Linked DNA regions of Zea mays: all the other regions are linked to region 3. Evidence: chromatin contacts called from public Hi-C data. All regions are on one chromosome and are shown on one strand. Each heading gives the region's core, a stretch centred on a gene start, on an enhancer-like site or on the middle of the called end of the contact. The rest is flanking DNA. Distances are from core to core; before and after follow the strand shown. Region 1 holds the start of LOC100278816 (putative mediator of RNA polymerase II transcription subunit 26b). Region 2 holds the start of LOC100502421. Region 3 holds the start of LOC103635657 (putative disease resistance RPP13-like protein 1). Region 4 holds the start of LOC103635655 (obtusifoliol 14-alpha demethylase).

Region 1 (2,700 bases), core at 153-2,652, 170 kb before region 3:
TTAAGGACCTTATAAATAAATGAAGAAACGAGGCAGTCTGCCAGTACATGGTCTTCCTTGTGCAGGAGGAGTTCCTTGATGCGGAGGACCTCGCCGACGATCTGTGACTCCTCATCGATCTCATTGGTGAGCGCCTCGAGCTCCTCAGCGTCGTGGTCTTCCTCCCCTTCTTCAGTATCATCCGCGGCATGCTGCTGCTCATCTTCCTCCTGTTGGTCGCCATCTTCGTCATCATCATCGTAGTTGTGGCCATAGTTGCTCGCTGCGGCGCGGCGGAGGCGCTCGTCGTCAGAGTCAGAATCATCGTCCTCATCGGCGTGGCCATGGCCATGGCCGCCGCCGCCGTGGGTACCGTTGCTGCTGCTGTCGACCTTGCACTCCTTCTCGGCGACGCGGCGCACGCTGCCCTTGTCCTCCTCAACGGGAGTGGCCGGGGTGGTGGACGCCGCGGCGCTGCCGAAGGACGGCGGCGCCGCGTCGCGGCGGAGCGCGGTGAAGAGCCTCTCAGCGATGCGGTCGCGGCGGTGCAGGAAGTCCCGCGGCGCGTCGGCCGCCGCCACGAGGATGGCGTTCTCGATGACGTCGCAGATGCCAGCGCCGGCGCCACGGAAGAAGCCGCGCCACCGATCCAGCCCGTCGGCCATCGCCGCGGCCGCCACCGGTCCCCGCCGGGCCACCGTCGCCAAGATCAGCCTCCCCCGACCGCGATTCTCAGCAGCGCAGCCAAGGGCCGATGCTCCCCCTTCCTGCTTCTATCTGCTACCAAATTACGCCGCGCGCACCGGCACCAGAACCAAGAACCCAATCTCTCCCGCCCGCCCAACGGCGAATCAGATTCCCCCGAATCGGGGCCGGGGCAGGGGCAGGGGCAGGGGCAGAGTCACCAGCCAACCGATCGAGAAAACAGCGGAGGAACAAGAGCAGGGCGAATCCGGAGGCGGAAGGGATCGATCGCGAAGGAAAAAAACTAGCAGCGTGACCTTCCTCGGGCCCCACGTCCCCGTTCCTTGTCGGTTTCAACAACCTCACCGGGAGGGAGTTCCAGCGCGGCGCGGAGGTAGCCTAACCAGAGCAAATCTTATCTGGACTGCCTGGCTGACCCCTAGAGCGGAAGGAAGCGGGGAGGAAACACAGGGAAGGTGAAGTTGAAGACAGGAAGGGGATGACGATGAGACGGGCGGATAGGGACGGGGAAGGCAGGGTGCGCACACCCACGAGACCTACGCGGCTACTACTACCAAACACCAGCAACAACTAGTCTTTCTCCCATGGCCCATGCCTCGCCACCACTAGCAGCTGCAATTGCGGTAACAAACTGCAATTTACCAGAAGAAGCGAGCGAAGGGCAGCAGGACTCGGCCGTACTCAACCCGCAGGAGATGGCGGAAATGCTACGGGAGATGGGTGAGACGCGGCGTGGCTGATTCTTGTTGCGGTCGACTCGGGCGTCGGGGGGCGCCCTTTCCGGTCTCTTTCCTTCTCTCTCTCTCTGTGTTGAGGAGCAGTGCTGCTAGGTTGATGATGCTCACTCACAAAGTCACAGGGTGGTTTTCCATCATGATTATTGTTTAGTTGCGTATAATCTGAACTATTTACTATTTGGTAAAGCATATCTCTCTCGGGCCATAATTGCAAAGTCATTTGCGTACCGACTACCGAGCACAAGTATTTTCAGCACTGCACACAGCGTGTCATGTCAAATGGATGGGATGCCCTCACAAGCTTTATCATATATTTTTATTCTGTTTTCTTCATGTCGTATTTCAATGTTTAATCATTAATTTTTTTAAAAAATCCATATAAAGTCGGAACATGTACAATGTGTGTTAAATAAAAAATTTATTGTAGTGAATTTAATACAGCTTGGTGCGTGGTACTTGTTCTAGTTGATAGGTTGAATGAGACAATAAAGACGTAATTCTATATGAAACAACTGACGAGACATGAATATAACTTTTGAAAAAAAATGCTTGTCGTTGTAGGCAACTGTTGTGCATTTGTTTTTTAAAAAAAGACGGAAGACGAGTTTTTTAACACAGTCGTGCGACGCGCTGCACCTAGTACAGAGCAGGCTCTCAAGGTGGCAAAATCGTAAGACACAAGAGGTCCGCGATGCTTTGCAATACATGAGATGAGGAGTCGAATGCTATACTATAGGTTTCGCAATACATGAGATGATAACCCATGGTCGCAAAAAAACAAGAACGATAAGAATGGGTGACGGTATAATAAGTAAGATTGAACGAAAAGAGCGAGAGAGATGGAAAGAAAAAGAAGAAAAAAATCCTCTCCGGAAATCTCGGGAAAAGAAAAAAAAATACTATAGCCATCAAAATCTTACACCAAACAATCTGATGAAACTATAATAAACAGCGAAAGAAATGCATCGTCTGTTTTTGCAGTGTTAGCATCTTGATCCGAGCATCCTGGCTTATTCCCACGCCGCGCATAGATACTCCCATTTCAAAAGTGGCATGTGTTTCATGCTTTTTGTTGAGAAGGAATTCCGTCTCTGTATTTTGTCCCCTGTGCACTGCGTGCGCATCTAGCGTCTCCCACCAGTAGTGTGGGACAGTGGCTGGCTAGGGTTGTTTCGAGGTTCTTTTTTTTATTTTCATTTTTTTTAAATTTTCTACAGTAGTATGACTTACGCGGGTGTTCCATTTTGGAGTGGCTGCTGGGGTAGCCGAAGGGCCAGTC
Region 2 (2,700 bases), core at 90-2,589, 210 kb before region 3:
GCTCCTGGTTCATTGACACGAACCCGCATGACCATCATCTTCATCGTCGACCACCGTCTATGAAGTTCATACCTGCACACCACAAGCAAAGATAATGTTGCTCAAACACACTCACATCCTGGTTTGTCCATACGACTCAACCAAGATGTTACTCTTGTTGACAATTACTCATCACAATCTAAACCAAAAGGACACATATCAACCTCATGTTCACAGTATCCCCTTAACAAGTTCATTGTCAGCACCACTGTACAAACACAATGATTAACAGAAAAGGAAGAAGGAAGAACCCATTTAAGTGGCAAAGGCTAGATAAAAGCCAAATTAAAGTTATCGAAAGCAATCAAATCTTAGTCCCTAAAAAATGAGCAACGACTCAAAACAAAACTGACTAGCTCTCAAAAAGAGGTAGAAAGCGTCTTAGCAGTATTGGCCAAAGATTACAGCAAAATCATAGATTTTTATACATATATATTGGCTAGTTTGGCAACTTCATTTTCTCGCGGGATTCCCATTTTTTCAAGGGAAAATGAACTGATTTCTCTTGTAAAAATGAAAATCTTTTGGGAAAATGGTATTGCCAAACTAGCCCTTAAATATCTTATACTCCGTTTGTCCAAAAATAAAATTTGTTTTCAGATTTTTATTAGATTCATACAATAATTAGTGTATGTGTTTTGCATATGTATCTTAGATTCATCATAATTCATTTGAATATAGGCATAAATAACAAGTGCTAAAGTGAATAATACATACTGTAGTTTTACTTAATCTAATATCTAAAGTATAAACATAGATAAAAAAGAGAAGAGATTATGTAGAGGATGTATGAGCGTCATCTATTTAGAGGACCTTTAGAGCAACTCTGAGATGCTCTTTATATTCTTCCAATTCTATATAAATAGAGATTTTGTAAAAAAAACTTATAACAATTTATCTAAATGGTTATACAAATATAGCTCTATTCAATTCCAGATTTCTCGTAAGTCAAATATAGAAAACATGAATGACTTTATAAAGTACAAATAATATATAGAAAGACTGCTGAAAATTAAAAAGATATAGAAAATACTCTATTCGTTTTTTTTTATTTGTAGTATTTTAGTCTAAAAATGAACTAGCGCGTGACAAATATTCAAAAACGGATGTAGTAATTTTTATACAAATAACTCTCTAATGATAATTTAAAGAGTAAAATTTAAAAAACCTAGCCTAATCCCCGAGCCTCGCACCTCGCACGGTCGGTCGCACTGAATAGCAGCGACCAAACCAGTTAACCAGCCCAACAAATCCAGGCGTGCCCCGTGCGCGCATCCCTCCGCCTCATGGCGGCATCAGCGTCTCGGCCCCTCGCGCTCCTCGCGTGCACCTCGGCATCTCTCGGCGCTGGGCGGCGGGCGTGGGCTCGCTTGGCTGTCTCTTCCTATTCGGCGAGGTCGGCGCTCCCCAGGCTCCGCGGGCGCCGGTCGTTCGCCACCTCCGCACGGGGCGCCGTGATGGGGAACCCAGGCCCCGGCGCCGTTGACGCCGACGTCGGGATGGACGCCGTCCAACGGCGGCTCATGTTTGAGGACGAGTGAGTTGCCTGCGGTACCTCCGTCGCGTCAAATTTGCTAGCAGTGCCCTGCTTGTGGTGGTAGTTAAGGTGGTGATATCGTCGGCTTGCGCGGTGCCTTGATAGTATCGAATTGTGGCTATTAAAACTATTCCCTCTCGAGTTACTTATTATATGAGCTATGATTCTTTCTCCTTTCATAATCTAGATTACTGTTTCTACAACTACAACTTAGTGACTGAGAGATTCAGGTTGAGGTTGAAAACCAGTCTGATCGCTTTCATTTTAAATCCTGTGACTGCTGCCAATAAAAATAGAAGTTATTTTTTTTGCATGCAGGTGCATTTTAGTGGATGAACAAGACAATGTCATCGGCCATGAGTCCAAGTATAACTGTGCGTGATTCCGTGTGAATTTGTCCATTCCATTCAGTTATGCACGCCTGTGATATTCAAAACAAGACTGTGACATTGATGCTGACTGTTCTTTCTAGCCGTATTCAGTTTGATAAGTATTCCAATTGCCATGTTTGACTTTGACAAGTACAACATTAGTTCAGCAGGAAGAAAATGTTTGCAATTGCCCTCTTACATCTAATGTTTGGTGGAACCTCAAGTTACATTAATATTTATTGCATTCTCACCGAGAGAATAGAATGTACTGTTAAGTGTATGTTTGGTCAATGGTCACATGTTCATACTATTCTATATGAAATGTTGGAGTCTTTAATGAATTTAAACCGAACTGAAATTACTGTAAAGCTCTCAAACTCATGGTCTAGAGATATTTCAAATACATGTTCCTTTTAATATATATAGTACAAAGCAAATCCCTATGTTTAATGATTAGAACTCGCTAGGCATCTATCTATCCAATATTGATTAATTTTTTGAAACAACATCCAACACATTTGCATGCTTTTTTGTGAATTTGGCATAACACTATTTTCCTTCTAATATAAGGTCCGGTGGAGTTTTATTGTGCATTCAACAGGATAGCATGAGTTGCACCTTAGCATTACAGAATACAATTTTAGTTTTAATATGTGAATGTTGCACACTAATTGATGACTTGTAATCTTAAACCAGAGTTCTAACAGTGAAGTGTCAGATTTTAGCTGCTATCACACTTGTTTATTAATCATA
Region 3 (2,700 bases), core at 81-2,580:
TCAAAACTTTTAGGGAAACCCCCCTCTTTCTTTTAGTAAAAAACGTGTTGCAATCCAAAACAATGTGTGGTACCACCCAAATCTTTCCAAATTGTGAAAAATGGATTGCATCAATTAATCTGAGTTTTACTATATTGTGCTCTCACTAAGCAAGCATATTTGTTGAACTTATATTATGTAGTACCTCACCTACTCTAATTATGTGGTGACTTGTTTCACTTGCAGCTCAGTTAAGAAGGTTACTGATTTCTAGGGCTACACTTATGTTTCATTAACGGCAAAAAATGTTGTTGATTTCATAAGCAGCATCAGAAAGAACCATGTTGTCATTATTTCAAGTTTAGATTCTGCAAAGAGGAGGGTAATTGATGCATCCAGGTAACTGAAATGTCTAGCTTCAGCAATCTCATTGTTGCTTGAATGTTTAGGCGCTTTTACAATTTCTCGCCTGCATCAATTAATCTATGAGCCTTATCTTTACGTTTCACCAGAAGATGGTAAAAAGGATGCTGGGTTGACATATGGACATAGTTCTGATAAGGATGCCACTGTTCTTTCAATGTTGATGTAATGAAAATCCTTTGATGATATAGATGTGTATTATCTTTTGGAGCTGTACTAAAGTCTATCGGACTACGTTGTTTTATTAAAACTAAATCTGGACATAGCCATATGAGCTGCTGCCCTGTTTGGTGTTACCAACACTACATGTCGTGTTGAATTTGTTTAGTACTCGAGACAAGTCTATCGTTTTTATTTGTTAAAGCCTATTGGTATATAATCATTGTGACTTTATTTGTCTAATTTTGGTGCCACATTAAACTATTTATCCTATATGGTGTAACATATGGTTTAATTTATTCCTCTGCGTGCATGAGGTGTCCAGCGCCCGATAGGGCGCTTCCTTTTCTAGTTCAGATAAAAACGGGATGTGTAACCCTGGTCCTGAAGTCAGTCAATGCACAGAAGCATAGGGTCGTTACCGGTAGGGATGAAAATGGTCGAAAGTGTTTTTGATCGTTTTTATTACGAATAAATAGGATATAGAATATACTGTACACATTTGTATTTTTTTTCTTTTAACACTGAGCTTGTAAAGATTTATAAAAGATAAATCTCAAATTTATTCTATATTTTCTCGAATGATATATATACAAATTCGCTATTGATTCCGAAACAAATGCGGTATTTTTTTTCATTTTTTGTTATTGTAGAGAATAAATAATGTATAAAACAATTTATGCAATATTTTATTTTTATTTGTAACGTAAAAAATCAACATCAAATTATCTATTTAAAAATATTAAATTTATTTTTATAGTTCAGATTACCATTTTTTATCCCTAGCTGCCGGAAGGATACTCTCGAGGAAATTGGACGGAAACTTCCCCGTCATAGCTCGGAGAACCACTCGAGGCCTCGTCCGGTTGGTGAGCGCGGCACCCCGCTCCCACAAGGCCCGTCGCAGCCGCTGACTCCATCGGTCCTCACTGTCCTGTAGTCTCCTTGGTCACCCAACATCCGCGCGCTGTGCGCAGCCTCGATCTCCGATCGGCGAGATGGCGGAGACGTTGGCCGGCTGGCTGGTGTGCCCGATCATCAAGATCGTGATGGATAAGGCAAAATCTTGCGCTTCCGACAGGATCAAGAGCCTGGGCGACGGCGTCCCCAAGGCGCTCAAGCGGATGGAGCACTTGCTGTATCAGCTCCGCGCCGTGGGGGCCGCCGTCCAGCGGCGGGGCTCTCCGAACGGATGCGGGGACCCGGACTTCCGTGAGTGGCTACAGCAGCTCATGGATGCCGTGTACGAGGCCCTAGACGTCGTCGATGACTTCGACGACTCTATGCCGCCGCCTGAATCCCCCGTCGCCAGGGTCAGCAAGCGGATCTTCGGCACCGACGAGCGCGTCAACAGGCTCAACGATGTCGTCGACAAGCTGGAAGCCATCTCCAAAGCCTCGCCGACACTGATTCTGACGGCGGAGGCCAACGCGTCGGCGTCGCGCGAACAGAGCGGTCACCTGCCCCCGCTCGGCCGCATCACGGCCTCGCTGCGCCACCACAAGGACGTGGTGGTTGGGCGCGACTGGGAGCTGCAAAATATGGTGTCCTGGCTCGTCGGCGCAGGCGGCGACGCCCAGGTTGTCTCTGTCCCCATCGCGGCGATCATAGGACATGGCGGGATGGGGAAGACCACGCTGGCGCAGGTCCTGTTAGAGGACCCGAATGTGGTCTCCACCTTTGAAATCAAAATCTGGATCCAGCCTTTCCCGACGGACAACGAGCTTGAGCTTGCCAAGAAGATCCTCCTGGGCGCCGACGTGGGCGTCGACGCCTTCGACGGGCTGACGAATTTCGACTTGCTACTGAAAAAGATAAAGGAGAAAGTCTCGTTGCGCAAGTTCCTGCTGGTGATCGACGACGTCTGGAACAAGGAGAACATGGGTCAGCATGAGTACCGAGAGATGTGGTCCAAGGTGCTGGCGCCCCTCAGCCACGGGGAAAGGGGAAGCAGGATCGTGGTCACCACCCGTCAAAAGATGGTAGCGAATTTGCTGTCCGCAAGCATGGAGGTCCGGTTGGATGACTTGCCGGCCAATGACATCTGGTCTCTGTTCAAGAGGTATGCCTTCGGTGGCGAGGACATTGATGGTCAGCCTTGTGCACTGCAGGACATCGGAAGGAAAATTGCCCAAAAGC
Region 4 (2,700 bases), core at 57-2,556, 190 kb after region 3:
CCAAGTGATCTTGGTTGCACCAATCCTCTGGCCGGTTTAATCGGCCTCTTTTTTGCACAAATCACACGTGATTAGATGGATAACCACGCACGAGATAAGGATAATCATCTGAATTAATCTGATCGCGGGGCCGCGGACCGTCCGGGCCCTAAGGCCCGACCGTCCGTCACTTTTGGTGCTCAACATTAACAACTAATTAGATCCCCTAACCCGTCATTATCATCATTGTCACGTACGAGTTCGATGTGCCTGGCGGATCAAGTTCTATACGGGTAGGCAAGAGTTGGTATCTCCGGATCGAAGGCGACATTATAATCTTTTTAGATGTGGATATCCTTCGTAAACAGACTATATTATATTAGTTTTATACTAAGTCAAGTATTATTTCTTTGACCATCTATTTTTTTAAAAAAAAATCTTACAACTCCAAAATACACGAATTATGTAAGTTGTTAAGAAAGTGTATATAGTGAATCTAACAATATAAATCTTATGTCGTGAACTTATATAAATTATGCAGAACGATGTTTAACTGAAGACAAAAAAATTACGCCATGTAAAAAATGGTGGGGGTAGGTGGCTCCAAACTGTCAGTGCGGATGTTCGTCGTCTCTGAATCAACAATTAAAGTAGAATGACTCGGTTAATTAATGGCAAATCAATATATATAATTAACGAAACTGTGCCGGCTTGTTTGGCTGTTAGTCCGTCACATATACGACAACAACGATACAGAGGTATCAAATGAATGCAGTTTTAGAATCAACATCACCAATCTTCTGGCCTACTCCCTTGTCCAAATTACCCCTCCGTCTCATAATATAAAGCATAATCACATTTTGTTCTTGTCCCACGATATAAGACGTGCTATCTCTATATACACATACATCGATGCAATGATATAGAGAGAATTAAATGTATTTTTTAGTCTTTAAACTAGGGATGATCATATTCACACCTTATATAATGGGATGGAGGGAGTAGCTTTGATCGATGTTTTTTTTCTTCGAAGCACAGGTAAACTCTTAATACAATTATAGTCTTGTCAAAATATTTTTAAGACAAATGAGTGCATATGACTGTTAGGTTTCAAAACTAAATAACAAAATATATTTGTAGTTAAAGTTTTATAAATTTGACTCAAGTCGACTTGTAATTTAGACCTGAAGGGATGGAGGGAATAAGTCACTATCACAACTGGAAGAAACGAAAAGGCTTTGCCGGCTTGGTTAATGAGAAATCAACTTATTTAATCAGTAAAAACTTTGTCGACTTGTATATATGGAGGCTCTGCGCTACTGACTTATGGTGGCTGCATTCTTTTGGTTCCTCTTAAGACTGTCGTCGTCCTTTCTGTTGGCACTGGTTAATCCACCTCATTATATATGTGGTAGCGTACTATATCTCTCAGTCTCCATAACTTCTTTGCTACTACTACTAGTCTATTATCAACGAACTCATGCTTGATCAGGTTCTTGCAGATCGTATACATCGTCAACCTGGTTGGCTCCATCAATCACTGATTACAGCGACATGGATGCTGTGTGGTTCACCGTCTCTTTCCTCGCCATCGCCGCCATAGCCACCAAGATCATCGCAAAACGGCGAGCTACGACGTCTGCCCCAAGAAGCACCATACCAGCTCCGCCAGTCGTGGAGGGCAGATCCCTCGTGCGGTTCGTGCACACGCTTTTTACCAAAGGTCTGCGAGCCACGATCCACGACGAGCACGCGAGGATGGGGAGCGTGTTCACCGTAAGTTTCTTGGGACTGATGAAGACGACGTTCCTGGTGGGGCCAGACGTGTTGAACCATTTCTACAACGGGCCGGAGTCGGATATCAACCATGGCAACATGCTCGACTTCATGGTGCCCATGTTCGGCAAGGAGGTCGGGTACGGCGTCGATTTCGCCACCCGGTACGAGCAGATCCGCTTCTACAGCGATCCGCTGAAACGCCCTTCCAAGCTCAGGATACACGTCGACCCCATCGTCCAGGAAGTAGAAGTATGTTTTCTGTCTGTTATTAACTTATATTATTATTCGTGCGTTTCTTTTTTTTAAATTAATTATCATCATCATAGGGTTACTTTGCAAAATGGGGAGAGGAAGGCACAGTGGACCTGAAGCACGAGTTCAGCCAGCTGCTGATGCTGATATCAAGCCGGTGCCTGCTCGGGAAGGAGGTCCGCGAGAAGATGTTCGACGAGATGCACGCTCTGTTCCACGAGCTGAAGAGCGGCATGCGCCTGTCCAGCGTGCTCTTCCCCTACGCCCCCACGCCGACGAACCGCCGGCGCGACAGGGCGCGCGCCAAGCTGTTAAAGATATTCAGCGAGGTCGTGCGGTCCCGGAGGAGGCGGGGCGAGGAGGAGAAGGAGAAGGAGGAGGACGTGCTGCAGAGCCTGATCGATTCCAGGTACAAGGACGGGCGGGCCACGACCGAGGAGGAGGTCACCGGCATGATCATCCTCCTGGTCTTCGGCGGGATGGACACGAGCACGCTCGCCAGCACCTGGACCGGCGCGCGCCTGCTCAGCACCCCGGCGGCCATGGCTGCCGCGGTCGAGGAGCAGAGGCGGATCCTCACCGACCACGGGCACGGGGACCGCGTCGGCTACAGTGAATTCATGCAGATGACCACCCTCCACTGGAGCATCAAGGAGGCGCTGAGGATGCACCCTCCGTCGGCGGTGTTCT

The links. Hi-C and Micro-C count contacts between places; a contact is called where the count stands out from the background.
Region 1: a contact with region 3 is called in a Hi-C map of leaf, with 7 times the contacts expected there. The contact joins the promoter of LOC100278816 here to the promoter of LOC103635657 in region 3. A contact is called at or near these places in 15 of 25 Hi-C or Micro-C datasets (bundle sheath, ear, endosperm and 4 more) and 1 of 3 datasets of contacts at active chromatin or transcription factors (leaf).
Region 2: a Hi-C map of tassel shows a contact between it and region 3, with 4 times the contacts expected there. The contact joins the promoter of LOC100502421 here to the promoter of LOC103635657 in region 3. A contact is called at or near these places in 5 of 25 Hi-C or Micro-C datasets (bundle sheath, ear, leaf and 1 more).
Region 4: a contact with region 3 is called in a Hi-C map of ear, with 3 times the contacts expected there. The contact joins the promoter of LOC103635655 here to the promoter of LOC103635657 in region 3. A contact is called at or near these places in 7 of 25 Hi-C or Micro-C datasets (bundle sheath, ear, endosperm and 2 more).

What each region holds. Positions count from the first base shown.
Region 1 is chr8:106,778,837-106,781,536 of Zm-B73-REFERENCE-NAM-5.0, reverse strand. It overlaps LOC100278816 (putative mediator of RNA polymerase II transcription subunit 26b), which reads right to left and starts at 1,402. Exons shown (of 9, transcript NM_001323007.2): 1 at 48-1,402. The coding sequence starts at 644.
Region 2 is chr8:106,821,778-106,824,477 of Zm-B73-REFERENCE-NAM-5.0, reverse strand. LOC100502421 reads left to right here and starts at 1,339. Exons shown (of 6, transcript NM_001196899.1): 1 at 1,339-1,576; 2 at 1,895-1,950. The coding sequence starts at 1,497.
Region 3 is chr8:106,613,407-106,616,106 of Zm-B73-REFERENCE-NAM-5.0, reverse strand. It overlaps LOC103635657 (putative disease resistance RPP13-like protein 1), which reads left to right and starts at 1,330. Exons shown (of 2, transcript XM_008658064.4): 1 at 1,330-2,700. The coding sequence starts at 1,560. LOC103635659 (a long non-coding RNA gene) reads left to right here. Exons shown (of 3, transcript XR_557535.3): 3 at 226-671.
Region 4 is chr8:106,419,828-106,422,527 of Zm-B73-REFERENCE-NAM-5.0, reverse strand. LOC103635655 (obtusifoliol 14-alpha demethylase) reads left to right here and starts at 1,306. Exons shown (of 3, transcript XM_008658061.3): 1 at 1,306-1,390; 2 at 1,482-2,007; 3 at 2,085-2,700. The coding sequence starts at 1,534.